2 separate regions of the Mus musculus genome follow, and region 1 is linked to region 2. The links are chromatin contacts, called in public Hi-C maps. All regions are on one chromosome and are shown on one strand. Each heading gives the region's core, a stretch centred on a gene start, on an enhancer-like site or on the middle of the called end of the contact. The rest is flanking DNA. Distances are from core to core; before and after follow the strand shown.

The links. Hi-C and Micro-C count contacts between places; a contact is called where the count stands out from the background.
Region 1: a contact with region 2 is called in a Hi-C map of bone marrow-derived macrophages, with 21 read pairs. The contact joins two enhancer-like sites. A contact is called at or near these places in 8 of 39 promoter capture datasets (the C10 cell line, the HPC-7 cell line, cranial neural crest and 5 more), 3 of 484 Hi-C or Micro-C datasets (bone marrow-derived macrophages, cerebellum and myocytes), 3 of 115 datasets of contacts at active chromatin or transcription factors (embryonic basal ganglia, epiblast stem cells and microglia) and 3 of 9 other capture datasets (adipose tissue, liver and pancreatic islet).

The regions. Positions count from the first base shown.
Region 1 is chr1:131,500,102-131,504,137 of GRCm38.p6, forward strand. The region is part of intron 2 of Srgap2 (SLIT-ROBO Rho GTPase activating protein 2); the gene reads right to left. Among named protein-coding and RNA genes, the nearest start is that of Srgap2, 25 kb to the right of the region's middle. Within about 2 kb of position 1,475, at least 20 of the 459 cell types and tissues checked have an H3K27ac peak or open chromatin away from gene starts, as enhancers often do. A contact at or near this core is called in bone marrow-derived macrophages, where this site is marked.
Region 2 is chr1:131,342,915-131,347,073 of GRCm38.p6, forward strand. It overlaps Srgap2 (SLIT-ROBO Rho GTPase activating protein 2), which reads right to left. Exons shown (of 23, transcript NM_001081011.2): 9 at 2,848-2,949; 10 at 1,435-1,632. All of the region lies in intron 1 of Gm51644 (a long non-coding RNA gene), which reads left to right. Among named protein-coding and RNA genes, the nearest start is that of Ikbke, 65 kb to the left of the region's middle. Within about 2 kb of position 2,702, at least 21 of the 459 cell types and tissues checked have an H3K27ac peak or open chromatin away from gene starts, as enhancers often do. A contact at or near this core is called in bone marrow-derived macrophages, where this site is marked.

The DNA.
Region 1 (4,036 bases), core at 225-2,724, 160 kb after region 2:
AAAAATATTGATAGGTTACAGTATGTTGCATGCCTTTAATCCCTACAATTGGGAAGCAATGCAGTGTTTAATAGATCTGAGTTCAAGGCCAACTTGGTCTAAATGGCAAGTTTTAGGCCAGCCAGGGCTACAGAGTGAGACCCTGTCTCAAGAACAAAACAACTCAGTATATAAAAACACTGGTACTTGAAGTTCTCTATTAAAAGACACTAAGATGTCACATACTAATGATAATGTGTATTTGTAAAGATCAAACCTGTGTTAAAAAGAAGAAGGAGGTGGTGGCTTTAATCCCAACAGGAGCCAACAGGAACAGGAGGATCTCTTGAGTTTGAGGACAACATGGTCTATGGAGTGAGTTACAGGACAGCCAAGGCTACAAGAGAAACCCTATCTGGGGGGGGGGGGGGGAAGAGGAGGAAGATTAGATGCAGATTAAAACTATCTCTGGAATAAAAGATGGATGGATTTGTGCTCATACACATGTATGTACACACACATCTAATAGTTATATGCCTTATAACCACAGTTTGGACCACAATGGACTATATATGTCTATTATACTGGAGCTCAACTATTTATGTCTCCTAATGATATTGTGGCCTTTGTATTACCACATAGCTTAACACTTTACTCACATGTTTGTGGTGATGCTGTGTCAACAAACCCACTGCATCGCCAATCATATCCATATAAAAGTACAGCACATATAATTATCCACATATATAATACTTGATAATGACAACAATTATTTTGCTTGTCATCTTCTAAGCTATACTTTTATGTTAGAATATATTATTTATGTAAAAATAAACTTCTTGTAAAACAGCATGTTGTATCACTAGTAGCAGCAGATGCATACATCTATGTGTTTACCACACCTCTTACTTAGCATCAAGAAGTGAATAATTAACCTACACCTACATCTAGGTTTGTCCACCACAGTCACACTATGACAAAAATCAGCCAATGAATGCATTTCTCATTACATGTTCCTATTGTTTCACAGAGACCACTAGAACATCTTTGTTACTGCACAGCCCAGCAAGTGATACATCGTGTCATTCTATCAAAACTTTACTTCCTGCAGGTCTGCAGCTCAGTGTAGATATCTGTCTAGTATGTAAAGGTCCTGAGGTTCAATCCTAGCACCATGGGAGGAAAGGACTTACATTCTTGTCTCTACAACAAATAAATGTAATGACAGAAATAAGAGTGCTTTTGATTGTCTAAAAGAAGAAAAACACAAGTACAAAAACAGAGGCAGAGAGAACAAAGGCTGCTCCATGGAAAGACAGCTTAGGTGCTAAGGGTCAGATCTTCAGGTCCAGGAGACTGACTCTGGGCCATGGTCCTCTATCCTGTGGTCCTCTCCTCACAAGGGCTTTCTTTCAGTAGCTTGTTCTCCATGCCAATCAATCTGCTTAGTCCAAGACCTTTTGACAACCAAAATACTAAGGAGCTCAGGTGTGGCCCAGCCAGGCAGGCCTGTACAGGTTCCCACCACACCCAGGTTGTAGGGTGGTAGAAAATGGAAAGAGCTAAGACTTTAAATGAATTGTTAATGATTTAAGCATTCAGAGTGACAAGCCTGGAAGATAAGACAAAGGGAACCTAAGAACAGTGAAACCAAATCAAGCCAAGAATACATTCGATATGGGGTGACTCCAACATTACATAATCCCTGCAGAAATGAAAGAAGCTGCCCAGAGAGGAACAAAAATGAAAAATCTATCCTAAAGTACTCAAGCCCACTGGCTGCTAGCTAACAAAGTAGTTCACATTTTTCTTTAAACTCTGTGGAGAGGATATGTGACAAGCTGCCTCTGTGGTTGTATCCTGTTGCTCTACAAACACTTACTTGACTCTGGGAATGTGAATGCTCCCTGTAGAAAAATGTTTTACAGTCAACACTAACAAATACCTATTTGAATCTTAACAGTGGGAAGTACAGGCAGGAGGAGCCTACCTTTTATCCTAAGCTATACAGTGAGTACCAAGGTATGCCTGGGATCCTCTGAGAGAATCTGTCTCAAAACCAGGAGCATCTCCAGGAAGTAAAAGTGACTATAAACATTCTATCCTTCCTGGTTTTCCCTCTTCATATATTTTTCTGAGATAGCTTTCTCCCCCAAGAAAGAATTTGGAAATGGTTTCTTACTTAGTCGAAAATGTCATCTTGAAAAGGGGGGAGGGGAAAGGTTCTGAAAAAAATGTACCCTGCTAGGAAGCCACCCAGAAGACATGTGCCTTTCCTTTATATAGTATTTTACAATCAAATTTGATTTTACAAGCCTGAATTTATCAAACTTAGAGGAAAAAAAGTAGTACAACACCAAAATTGACCTGTAAGAAGGACATCTGAGTTCCCATTCTCATTTCTAAAATCAATGGGTTTGATATTCTCAAGGTATTTTGATTTATTACTAAATACAAATGATTATAGGTCATGCTTAAAACTATCAACTCTTGAACTACCAACAGAATACCATAATCACCCTTTAAGTGCCCAACATTGCGAAACACCAGGGACAGGAACAAATGAAGTACGAAATAAATCTTTCCATCTGCACCAAATTTGAAGACAACCTCAATTAATTTACCAATAGGGTACACTGCATAACAACATTATTTGTCAATTTGATGGAGTTCAAACACACTTTGCCATGAAAAGTATGCTATGTGTTTCCTTTCAGTTCTTAAGATGGCAACTCCTAAGACCATACTGCAACTGAAACGCATCAAGTATATGCAAATCAAACACAACACAGAAAACTGATGTAATATGAAAAATATCTGGCATGTAGATGGTCTTTAGTTAGCCACAAAGAATTTTTCATATATAAACTTAACAAGGACACTATGGATTGGTGGCTATTCCATCATATATTAGTCATATGTTCAAAAGAGACAGAAGCACAGAAAACCTGGAAAAGTTTCAGTATAGCAAAGCTACTGAATGGCCTATAATGTTGGCCTTCTTAACTCTAAATCCCACTTTCTCTGCATTACTAAAGACCAAAAAAAAGAAATATAGAAGGTTTTATCTGCTTATTTTTTAAAGATTAGTTGTATTTTAAATTGGACATATATGTGTCTGTGTGTGAGCAAGGGCATGTGAGTGCATGTACTCTCAGAGACCAGAGGTGTTGAATCGCCTGAGCTGGAGTTACAGGCACCTGTGAGTTGTCTGAGTGCTAGACTTGGGTCCGAACAGAACGTGGGAACCAAACTTGGGTCCCTTGGAAGAACAGTAAGCACTTTTATCCACTAAGCTAGCTCTCCAGCCCCTGCTTTGTTTTCTTAAAAATGAAGTCTAAGGAATTTCATTTAAGGGAGATGAGGGCGTCAACTCAGATTTCATGATCAGGAGCACTTTTAGGTGATTTCAAGGTTGATAGTACTCCTGCTTTGTCACTTTCATCACATTCTAGGACTTGTGGTCAGGCCTCCGTCTTTGCAGGCCCCTCACTGGAGCTTTTCAAGTTCATCTGCCACAGCAAAGGTACCCTGGAGCAGGGGTTTGATTTGGTTTTAACTCATGAACAGAAATGTACAGAATCAACAGGGGTTTAAAAAGATTGCCTGGAGGTAAGGAAAAGGGAAAGCACTTGGAAAAAAGAAGTGGGAGACGGGGTAGATAGTACAGCTGGTAAAGCACTTGCTGCACAAGGATAAGGACCAGAGGCTGAACCCAAAGCAAAGAAAAAAGGTCTGGCATAGTGGCCCGGGGCTTGTAACCTTGCTGCTAAGGAGACAGATATGGGTGGATTCTAGATGTTTACAAGCCAGGTAGCCTAGTCTAGCAAGTAAGGCCCAGACCAACAAGAAAGTGTATCAAAAAGTAGGTTACATGCATGCATACATGTGCATCCACAACACATGTGCACATACACAAAAGAAGTGTATGTCATCTAGAGCAAAATTAAGTAAGTTTCAAGTTTTGAAAGGAAAGCAAAGAGGGAAGAGAGAGATAGAGGGGCCAGGTATTCTAAGAAAAGAATAGACACTGAGTCAGTTCTCACCACTATCATAT
Region 2 (4,159 bases), core at 1,452-3,951:
ACATAAAAGTTCTACCAAGAAACAAACAACTGCATCCCAAGCAATTTGAAAATATAATTAAATGACTTAAGTTTATAATGCAATATATACAACATCTCATTTTTGTAAATATAATTTTAAATACATGCCTCATATGAATTTATTTTCTTCTTTCTGCTTCTAAGTTTTACATAATGACCATGTTTTAAAATGTTTTTCTTTATATAACAAAAAATTTTGAGTTGTTTTAGAACAATATTCTTAAATCATATTCTTTTAAAAGTCTTCTTTGGGATTTAAAACTACAAAAACACCAAGGATTTGGAGTTTAACTAAGTGAAACAGATTTACAAAAACACCAATCAATCATGTTAGGGCTCTTAAAGAAAAAAGGAGAGTGCACAAAGAAAAAAATTAAACAAATTGTCCCAGCTGGAAGACAAATCTAATTTGCTCCATGCTGAGTGTGCTTCATGACTGGAAGACAATTGACGTCCTTTCATTTGCTCAGTGTGGATTGTCAATGGCCATGTGGTATCTTACAACTGAAAAGTCAGTTTTTCTTTTCTTGGTCATCATAAGATAAGGAAATAAATTTTGGTACAGGCAAAAGTCAGACTTGGCAAGTTCAAAACAATTTAATTATTAAACAAAAGATCAGCTAACAGCTTTTTAAAAACTATTAACTAGCTAGGCGTGGTGGCACACGCCTTTAATCCCAGCATTCGGGAGGCAGAAGCAGGTGGATTTCTGAGTTCAAAGCCAGCCTGGTCTACAGAGTGAGTTCCAGGACAGCCAGGGCTACACAGAGAAACCCTGTCTTGAAAAACCAAACCAAACCAAACAAACAAACACAAACAAACAAAAACTATTAACTTTTGTACACACAGACACACATAGATACACATCTACTCATCTAAAAGGAGATCTGAGAGAAATGAATAAAATATACTGCTCTAGAATTCTCTACAAACCCACCAAGTTGCTCATTTAAGTCTCTTTAACTTTCACCAATAATTAGAAAAAATAACTTCCTAATAATGGAACTTATATGATAATGTATTCAAATCACTTAGGAGAGACTTTAAATTTCTTAAAACAATATACATATTGGCAAAGATATTTGAATATAGTTCTCAAAAACCAATAAACTTAATTCCCTTGCCATGATCTCTTGTGAGTGAGAGGGCTTCTATACTAGCTGGTTAAAAGTTTCCCTGATTTTTTTCTAAGTGATTTCTTTAGGAGCATCCCTTTCTTTGAGGGCCCCAGAAGACACATAGAACTTGTAGATGTTTTTGCTTTAAGTGTCAAGGTGGTGTCCAAGTATGCCAGGCTCAAATCTTGTGCATTTAAAGCTTGCTTTTCAGACAGTTGGCAAAAACTCTTGATTCCAAAGCTCCTGTGGGCGTCAGTGTCTACTGATGTTCTTATAAGGCCAAAGAGTGCCCTTACCGTGAAATAAAACTGTTCCGTCTCTTGCTGGTTCGCTCTCCTCTTAGCAATGCTGGGCTTGCTCATGAATGTTTCAGAGACAGTTGATTTGACAGACTCCATGGAATTGCTATACTGGAAGCAGTCAGATACATCAAAATCCTCAACAGTCACAATGTCTTGAATGGTCTGCAGGGTGGCCTCCATTGTCTTTTTCACCTATAACCATAATGGCCAAAATAATCATGAGAAGCAGGCTTTAAAATGGCAGGTGATAGAGCAACTAGGAGGAGCTTGAGAGGAGGAATGTCTCTCTTCCCAAGAGAGGGGTAGGAAGGAAGGATGCCAGCAGATCACAGCTGCACTTCTCACTGAACAGTACTGAGTGATTGAGTGATGAACATCACAGGAACCCAGTTTCAGCTCACTGCTCTCTCCAGCAAACACCTAAACTCCACTCTTTCTCTGCTGTGTACCTTTTATGTAATGTTTACTTTCTTCAAAGAGACTTATCGTATGTGTAGATGTTTTGCCTGCATGTGAGTGTGTCATGTGATGCCTGGTTCCTGTGGAGGCCAGAAGAGGGGGTTGGAGTTGCTGGAATTAAAGGTAGGGATGGCTGTGAGCCACCATGCAGGTGCTGAAGCCAAGCCTGCGTCCTCTGCAAGAGCAACCAGTGTTTTTAACCTATTTCTTTATTATAATGAAAGTGCAAAGGGAAACAGAATAACATAATTGCAAAACAGTATTTCCAACATACTGGAGCTGATGAAAATATGTGATAGATCCTGTCCTTCAATGTTCCTGGCACTGTTTCGTGACCTTCAATCAATGAATGGGTTTGCTTTCCTATTTGCAAACTAAGTGACCCAACCCTACTTCTTAGTAAAATTAAGACTTACTAAAATACAAGAAAAAGCCATCTGAGCTCAATGGAAACCTGGATTACCTTTTTAAACTGGATTGTTTTTAAACTTTTAAAAATTGCCTTTTTAAACTGGATATTAAAAGAAAATATTCTGTGTTTAGAAAAAAAAAAGTCACCCTCCTGTAAGAGGAGAGAGATGTCTGAAGTGTCAAAGTCAAAAGGTTTCTTTTTGAAAATGCTGGAAAAAGCCAGTCATGAGTGGGTCATTTCAGAGACTTGATATTGTTCCCACAGTGGCCAAGTGCCACTTTGATTAAATGTGTAGTGGGGAGGGGCATTTTGTAAAAGCCTAAAATAGAGCACAACCTTTGGCAATGTACGAACAACTTCCTGAATTTCAAGGGCAGGATGTAGCAGCAGGGAAAGCGCTAGCCTCTATTTGGCCAGGAAATCTCTGCAATAGCCTGGACATTCTCTGCATGCTCCTTCTACTTGCCCCTGATGGACAGCCATAAGTAGTTCAACAAGGAAACAGTGGCTCCGAGCTTCCTAGGAAGGAAACACACCTCTTCATTCTCAATCTTCAAAGTGGATAAGCGAGACTGCAGCTGTTGGCATCTCTGCACCAGCTCACTCTGGACAGGCTGCTGGGCACAGAGTTGAGAGGCCTGTCAGAAAAAGCAACAGAAGGTCAGGAAGAGGACATATATCTTTTGAGGACTCCAGAGTTCTCACTACTGCTCAAAACAATTTACATTGTATTGCATCCCAACTACTGGAAGGCTTGCAGTTTCTATGAGCAAAAAAAAAAAAAAAAAAAGTATGCATGTGAACTTCTAGACCAAAGGATATGTGAAAGGGGAGGAGAATCTATTTGGAAAGACTGTTTCTCTCTTTGTAACTCAAAGGCAGGCAGGTGGTTGGCAGGGTAGGTCTAGCAGCAGCTGCTGATTCAGGGAATTCTGAGGAGGCTAGACAAGAGTGTTTCAAGAAGCCCTTGGTTCAGAAACCCAACACTTTGGCACAGTGAAGTTCCTGCCAAAGGTCCAAGTGGTCACCTCTCTGGCTCTTCCCTCCTCCCACTTCATACACTAGAGTTAAAAAGCAGGAGAGAAGTGGGCCAAGAAGCTAACTTGCTGCTGCTGGCAGCATGTATGTTTATAAATCTGGGTCATGCACGAGAGCTTTGAGCCAATGGGAAAGAGTTTATGTGAATTTGGGAGCAAGTTCATAAGCTCAAGTTAGAGAGCCCCAGAGGGCATGAGATCTGACAGGAGGAACTTGATATCTTTAAATAGCCATCATTGTATCCCACTAGGTGTGAGATCCCCTGTACCCCCATCCCCAATTAACCAACTCTATCTTCTGTGAAGGAACAGCTGACGTAGAGTCTATAGATAAAGGTGAGGCTATGGTATGAGGTAATCCGATCTCCTGGATGACGGATGACAGGCAGAAGGCTAGGAAGTGAAGGATAGGACCCATGTGGAGGAAGTGCCTGTCACTTTATTATCAAGTGTCCTTTAGCTCTTACCAGAAGAGACATATGGATAGAATTTGGCTCTGTTATCCTCAGCAAAGACTGAGTATATTCATATATTTGTAAACCACTCTCTTACTCAAAAAAAAATAAAACTTCTCTTTAAATGGAGGAGACTGGAAATTGACCTTTTTCCCCTTTGGTATTTAAGATTCCAACTGATTTGATCTCTTCTTCATCTGAGAGGCTTGTTCAAGATTTGGAGCTGATTTCACTATGGCTTTTAGAAGTAGACATAATGGAGAAAGCTTGTTGGCCAGATGGGTTACTGCCAAGAATGAAATTTCTGTTTCTGGCCCTGATGTCACCAGTTGTGCATCCAGTGCCCTCAAACCTCT